Linked DNA regions of Zea mays: region 1 is linked to region 2. Evidence: chromatin contacts called from public Hi-C data. All regions are on one chromosome and are shown on one strand. The core of a region is the stretch at or near the end of the contact, and the rest is flanking DNA. Distances in the headings are between cores, read along the strand shown.

Evidence for each region. A called contact is a pair of places that touch in the nucleus more often than the background predicts.
Region 1: a contact with region 2 is called in a Hi-C map of tassel, with 2.2 times the contacts expected there. The contact joins the enhancer-like site here to the promoter of LOC732814 in region 2. A contact is called at or near these places in 5 of 25 Hi-C or Micro-C datasets (ear, endosperm, leaf and 1 more).

What each region holds. Positions count from the first base shown.
Region 1 is chr10:131,915,299-131,918,964 of Zm-B73-REFERENCE-NAM-5.0, forward strand. LOC103642826 (CLIP-associated protein) reads right to left here. Exons shown (of 21, transcript XM_020545733.3): 16 at 561-665; 17 at 398-472; 18 at 255-323; 19 at 85-153. Among protein-coding and RNA genes, the nearest start is that of LOC103642826, 12 kb to the right of the region's middle. Within about 2 kb of position 1,878, at least 3 of the 20 cell types and tissues checked have an H3K27ac peak or open chromatin away from gene starts, as enhancers often do. A contact at or near this core is called in endosperm and tassel, where this site is marked.
Region 2 is chr10:131,827,874-131,831,811 of Zm-B73-REFERENCE-NAM-5.0, forward strand. It overlaps LOC732814 (DNA mismatch repair protein), which reads right to left and starts at 1,838. Exons shown (of 22, transcript NM_001112428.1): 1 at 1,483-1,838; 2 at 899-1,031; 3 at 714-811; 4 at 529-604; 5 at 1-24. The coding sequence starts at 1,592.

The DNA of each region.
Region 1 (3,666 bases), core at 628-3,127, 87 kb after region 2:
ACCATTTACGTTACAATTTCTGAACCAAACAGCACCTTAGTGAGAAATGATCAGACAGCAATACCAACTGCAAATATGAGATACCTTTGTCAAACAGTTGATACACACAACAAGTATCTTCTCATCATCACTGACCAATAGAGGTACAATAACCTGCATTAGAACCAAAAGATCTTTAACATAGAAGTATAGTAAACTGGACTGAATAGAAAGGGAAGCAACAATAATACATAAGAATAAAATTTTGTACATACATCAAGACATCTGAAAGGGTCGTATTTTGCCAATAGAACATTTAAACATTGGTTTGCTTCATTTGAAATCTGCACAGCAACAAAGAAATTTTAGCACAAACAATCAAGTATGCGAATTACAATGGGTAAAATGAAGGCAATACCTTGGCCACTGCATCTTTGGTCACATGCAGAAGTTTTTCAAGAACGATCTCCGTAGAGTCTTCAATTGCATCTTTCTGGGAGAAATATATTTGTAATGTAAAAAAGGAGAGTAGACCAACTACCTAATATTGTTCATGTTCAAAAAAAGTAGAAAACTCAGACCTGATTGTTGAGCATCTCAGCAATCAAAGATAAAGCAAGCTCCCGCATGGATGAATCAGAGTCGTCTAATACCTCAAGCACAACCGTTAAGATTTGATTGAAATACTGTTGCAAGATTGAAAGGCCAGCATCAGAAAGCAAATAATGATTGGAATCCACATCTAGATTACTTTATACTTGATCTACATGATGTGCACCTTCAGTAGTCATCATAAAACAGAAAGCTCACTAAAAAAAGTGAAAAAGAAAAGAAAACAACATAATATGAGAGGGAGGGAGCAAAATTCTTTCAAGACGAGGCACTTTAGTTTCTATAGTTCAAAACTATCAGTAGTAATCGACCTAGGTCATGCAGCGTATGGTAAGGTCCAATGGAAACTGGCAGGGAACTGCAAACCTCCTACGAGGTCCAAAAGTGAGCAAGGTTCAGTGAAGTTCTAGTACCACAGCAATGGGAGAAACTGCTAAGATGAAGAGACTGCAGCAAGCAACAATAACCACATGAACTGTTAGAATACCCGTTTAGGGTTTGGGGTTCTCCCCGTGTAACTACCCTCTCACCCCTTTCTAATGGGCCTAGTCCAGATACCTCAAGTCCATTAATACAACTCTCAACCCTATTCCAGGGTTAGGGTTTCCCACATAGTATAGAGCCTAGTTTCTTTCCTCCCACCCAGCCGCCGCCCCACCTCCCCCCTGCTGCCCCCCCTTCTGGCCGCTGCCGCCTCTCCCTCTCCAGCCGGCTGCCGCCGGCCCTCCCTTCCTCCCCCCATGGACCCACTCAGCGCTGCCGCCGCTGCCCTCCGGGCCCCTGGCGCCGTCGACACCTACACCACCGAGGCTGCGGCCCTCAGCACCGTCGCCTCTGTCGCCTCCCTCCCCCCGGGCGTGACAGTCTCCAGCGCGGCCGACCCCTCCTACACGGCGCAACCGCCGCTACCTCTGTGGTCGGCACCGGCACCGCTGCCGGCGCACGCAAAGCCGGCCCCACCGCGCCCGGTGCCACCGCTGCTACCGCCGCGGCTGGCCTTCTCCCCAGCAGCCTCTACGACGGCCTCGGCTTCCACGTCTACCCGGCCTCCACGAGTGTCCTCAGTGCCACCACGGCCCCCCAGGACCCTCTCCCCGACCGGCTTCTCCAGGCAGCCGCCCCCCGGCTTCACCGCTCCTCGCCTGCCTGTTGCCGACACCACTTGGGCCCCACCACGCGTCGTCACGCCGTCCACCGACTCCGCTCCGGTCGCCGCCATCACCATCATCCAGGTTGTCCTCGCCGCCTCGCAAGAGCGCGGGCGCACCGCGTCCCTTGCCTTGGAGCAAGAGCGTGCCATGGGCGCCGCCCTGACCGCCCGGATGGCCACCGCACAACGCATCATCCTCGGCCCTCCTCCAGTCATCCATGAGACTCCTTCACCCACTCCCGAGTCCCCCCCCCCTCACCTCTGGACTCGACGCCGACCACATCGCCGCCCTCCACGCACAAGCCGTCGGACTCCACAACATCCGGTCTCTCGTGTCCATCGTGCGGGACCCGTCGTCCTCCCACTACCCTCGCTGCCGGGGACAGGTCCTCCTCACCCGCCGCCCCACCGTCTCCATCCTGGTACCTGATGGACAACGTGGTGCTCTCGTGGCTCCACGACACCATAACTGTCGAGCTCCAAGACATCATCCTCGGCCAGGCGGACATGGACCGTCAGGCGTGGCTCGCCCTCGAGGAATAGATCCTCGGGAACCGGGACGCTCGGGCCCTTCACCTCGACGCCCAGTTCCACCAGTTCTCTCAGGGGGCCTTTCCGTGGGGGAGTACTGCCACCAGATGAAGGGCCTAGCGGACTCCCTCCGCGACCTCGGCGAGCCGATGACCGACCGTACCTTGGTGATGAATCTCCTGCGTGGCCTCACAGCCCCCGCTACGGCCACCTGAAGGCTCGCATCAAGAGAACTGTGCCCTTTCCCACCTTCCAATGTCGTGCAAAACGAGCTTCTCCTTGAAGAGCTCACCATGGCGATTGAGGCACCCACTCCGGCCCCGACACTCTACAACGCTCCTCCTGGCGGTCAGGCGTCTTCCGGGGGGTAGGCCCCTCGCACTTCCTCGACCGGGGCCCCCGCTCGCCCTCCTACTGCGGCACTTGTGGCCACTCGTCCGGCTGCACCGCCGACGGAGGTCGTCGCCCCCGCAAGGGCGGACACGGGGGTGGCAGCTCCACCCGCGGAGGTTCCACCGGCCTGGGTGGTGTCCAGGGCTGGCCGTCGTTCTACCAGAACCATCTCCATGTGGTCGAGTCAGGCCCCAAGTGCCTCCAGTCTTCCGGCACCGACTCTCTTGATCGCGCCTCCTACAGCGCACCTCCACCGCCTGCCTACGACATACCTCCCCCGTCGACCTAGGCTCCGCCTCAGCTCCCGCCTCCAAGGACCCCCACCACGACTCCCTGGTCTCTTCCGACCTGACATTGCCTACACCGTCCTAAAGGTGTGCCTGCATATGCACACCCCACAGGAGCCCCATCTCACCGCTCTCAAGCGGATCCTGCTACCTCTGTGGCTCCCTCGACTACAGACTCCTACTCCGACCATCCTCGATGTCGGAGCTTGTGGTCTACACCGACGCTGATAGGATCGGCTGTCCCGACACGTACCAGTCCACTTCCGGCTATGTCGTGTTCCTGGGCGCCAACCTTGTTTCCTAGGCCGCCAAGCGGCAACCCGTCGTCTCCAGCTCCAGCGCAGAGGCCGAGAACCGCGATGTGGCCACGTGGCGAAGGCCTCCTGGATGCGCCAGCTACTCCACGAGCTCCACAACCCCCTTCAGCGCGCCACCCTCGTCTACCGCGACAACGTCAGCGCCGTTTACCTTTCCAGCAATCTCGTGCAACATCAGCGCACAAAGTACGTGGAGATCAACCCGCACTTCGTCCGTGAGCATGACACTGCAGGTGACGTTCGGGTTCTCAGCGTTCCCACTATGCTGCAGTTCACCGACATCTTCACCAAGGGGTTACCGTCGAGTGTATTTTTAGACTTTCGATCCAGTCTCGACATCTGTACAAGATAGAGTTGCGACTGTGGGGGGGTGTTAGAATACCCGTTTAGGGTTTGG
Region 2 (3,938 bases), core at 588-3,087:
GATAGCTTCATAGAAATCTCCTACCTGAGTAACAAAATCATCAAATAAAATAAATTGTTATTATTTCCATTCCAATATTATAAAAACAATTCAGAACATTAATGAAGTTGACAAAAGGTCAAACTATTTAAATAAATTTCATGTCTTGGATCGGAGAGAAAAAATTAACAACAGGGAGCAATATAATACTTCTGGATGTTATTCTGATAAAATGCTGAGAGTGAGTCTAATTATATTGAGAGCTGTGAGGTGAATTGGTGAAACAGATAAAATTAGTCTATGCACCACGAGTTGCACCACATGTAAGATGGCAAATACCTAGCAAAGTGCATATAGCACGGTATCACATGTCACCCAGATCCCTGATATAGGTAGCACACATAGATGAGATGGTTATGACAAGGTATGTCGGGTATGACAGCATTAAGATTCCATTTCCCCTTCCACTAAAAGTCTATGTGATACTGAATTTTTATCAGAGAATCATAAAAAACATACAACTTAATGGAACGCTACATCAGAACATACTCTGCAAAGTAGAACCTCACGAGGAAATTTTGATTTAAATACCAAAATCTCCATGTTCAGGGTTCCATCTTTCAAGCTGAACAAATAGTGCAGTATTATGTCAGTGATAACATCATGTGAACCTTTCAAGATAGAAAGAAAAAAGAGCATAATTATGTCAGCCACGCATAAAGCATATACCACACCTTCCGTTTCTTAAATTCGGATCCAACCCTAATATATTTGAATACACAAGCCTCTGAGTCAATTGTATGGATGATGGTTTTCTGCACCTCTCCATTTTCTGAAACATCAGATAGTATAGGATCAATAAATAACAGAAGAAACAGCCTTGGTGCATGGGGTAGAGATATCAGCTGTTTGCAACGACCTCTTTCCACCACATGATATGCGACAGCATACTTTCATCACAGTATTCTCCCTGTTTGTTAGCTTTCCTGGACGCCACTGAAATGCCTCGTGAGACCTTCCTTGGCTTGGACCAAGCCCTCCGATCGAACATCCTGGAGCAAAGGATCATCAAGATTACAAGGCAATGTAAATGGGTCAAAATGGTGCGATACTAAATCCAAATTAGTGAAAAGTATGTAATCGCTTCATTATTCAGTGGAAGGGACTTCAGTTACATGGGCTAACAATTTGCCACCAATCAAGTCACATTACACATCTGTGACATACCAAACTGAATTGCTTGTTCCTTCTACAAGTATCAATATAAATAAATTCAAATTTTATGCCAATGATCCAAACGCGGACCCAGCTACTCTCCTCGGTATTTTGTAGCTAGTAATTGTACATGTTTAGTCCGAGTTTCAGGCAGTAACCAAGTTGGTTATCGGTGTCCAGTGGAATGACATTCTTTTAACGATTCGCAGGAGAGAGAAAAAACGAGGCTCAATCACACCCAAACCCAATGCCCCAGAGATAGGGCCATATGGAGACAGCGAAGCTCACAGCACGGGAAGAGGGGAGCAGCGCGGCCGGCGGCGCCGGAGGATGGAGTCGGCGAGGGGCAGCCATCGCGGCGTGGCGGCCACAAGCGAGCTCACGAGCACCCGGTGCATGGCGCCGGCGCGGAAGAACGACGGCTGGCTAGTGCAGTAGTGCTTCGAGGCGCGCGTCTCCGTGCTGGCGAGTGGCGTCGTGTCCACGCTGGAATGGGAGGCGGCGAGGGGCGTGGGAAGTGATGGGAGAGGCGGAGCGGCAGGAGGGGTGGGGTTTTTCAGGCGTGCCGGGGCGCGAGAGTAGTGAAGGAGGCGAACTTGGGGAACCGCGGAGGTTCCCGTCGCACGTTTCTCGGGGTAGTGCGCACGCCTCACGACTCTCTCTTGCGGTTTTGACTGGTTGGGCCCGCTGGGGTCACGGGCTCACGGTCCCCGGGCGCTGGCAGGCCGCCAGCCCGAGTTTTTTTTATGTTGGTCCTTTTTAAGAAAAAAATCGTGTTTAATGTTTAGACCCCTAGATAACTTATTTCTGCATTTGGACTCGTTGCTCAATATCATAAGTTGTAGCACCAAGGTAACACAAGGCCGCTAGCGTCGAGGGCTGATGCAGCACCGACATGGCACTAGCTCGGCGCCATGGATCTGTGGCGCCGAGCTAGGAAGGCCTATAAATCGGTTGTTTCCTAGCCGAGAGCTGCACCCAACCATTTGTATCTTCTTCCATACCACCCAGAGGTGCTCCAATCTTCGTATTCGAGTTGGAAAACTTTGAAGACCAAGGTATAGTGTCTCACTGATTCATTTGTTACGTATATTGCGTTGTATGTTTTCGATTAATTAGTTTTGATTGTTGCTCATATTGCTATTAGTTATGAATCCTATGATATATGGTTCATATAATGACTACAGTTTGTTAGATAATTTATGAAATACATGTATTTATAAGTTAAAATCATTTCTGTTATTTCTATATAGTTGTGTTAATATATAATCGTTTGTTAGATGAAAAGACATGTATTAGGAGTCGTTGTGGCAGAAGAGAGATCGTCCTCGGGAGTTGTATCTGGATGTATCTAGTAAGGATGCTCATGTTCCTCCTGATCTTCCTGTACCTAATTGTGACTGTGGCAGACCGCCTTGGGTATGTCAATTCAAATATCTAGACACGGCTGCTCGCTGCTTCTACACTTGTGGCGTTTTTAACATATGTAGCTTATGACTTGTGTGTTATTGATGTTTACTACATGTGTACTAATGCTTCATTCCATTTCTGTAGGATCACTTGATGTGTTTTCCAATGGATCGACGGTCCTCATAAATTTGACCATCGATATCTCCTTTTCGCTAATTGGTTGTCCAGAAGGAATATACAGTGTTTTAAGCGTTGGGTGCCTCCTCCCCCGACACGACACCAATGACGGATGAGAAGAAGAACTTAGTCGCAGAAAGACGACTGAAGTCTCCGCCTCGGTGTGATTGCGGAGATCGTGTTGTCTTATGTAAGGACACTGTGAAGTACTTCGTGTGTCCCAACAGTAATTATGTGAGTGCATAACAAATGTCCAAAATTTTGTTATTTTTTCACAAATTTACTAATTTATTCCCCTACGGCCATACGGTGGGCGTAAGTGTAGTTTCATAGAGTGGTTGTATGGTCCTAGGTCCCATTGGCCTGAGCCAGAGGCAAAGAAAAAGAAAAAATGAGTGGCGGTTTTAATGAAGCTAAGTATGGATTAGTTCCTTCTGATCTTGGTGTGGGTTATTTTTGGACATGTGGTAGATTACGATGAGGTTGATATTGCTTTTTGATAGCATCAGTCGTAATGTTGCATTCGTACTTACTGTTTTTTGTGTAGGAGACGAGGAAATACAGTTAGGAAATCTAGCAATCCATTTTTCACCTTCATCATTTGTTGTATCTTTTAATTCCTTCAACTTATCCTCGAATAACGAAACCTCCAACTGTCGACAGACCTCCTCAAAAAGGGGGGAATTATTCTTGGTACAACCCTTTCGAAAAAGATTTTCTACTAGGTGTCGAGTGCTCCATCTGTGGTGCATGGGTGTGTAGCCAGGAATCTGCTCTTGCACTACATTAAGAATACCCTGGTTTCTGTCATATATGACACCAATCTCCCGACCAGGGCCCACGACATGGATCCGAACAAGTCGCAAGAACCAAAACGAACTATCTCTGTTCTCCCTCACCACCAAAGCAAATGCCAAAAGAACCAATGCGTTGTCCACGTCACATGAAATGGCAACCAACAATGTGCCCCTATACTTCCCAAGCAAAAAACTACCATCAATAGAGAGCACGAGACGATAATGACTGAAGCCCTCTGCGCACTGCGAGAAACACCAAAAAGCACAAAAGAACATCTCTCCGACATTCCTCCATTCGTTGGGTTTAGTGTTGTACTCGTAATGCATGTCTAGTTTTTTTGCTTTCATTGCATTGAATAA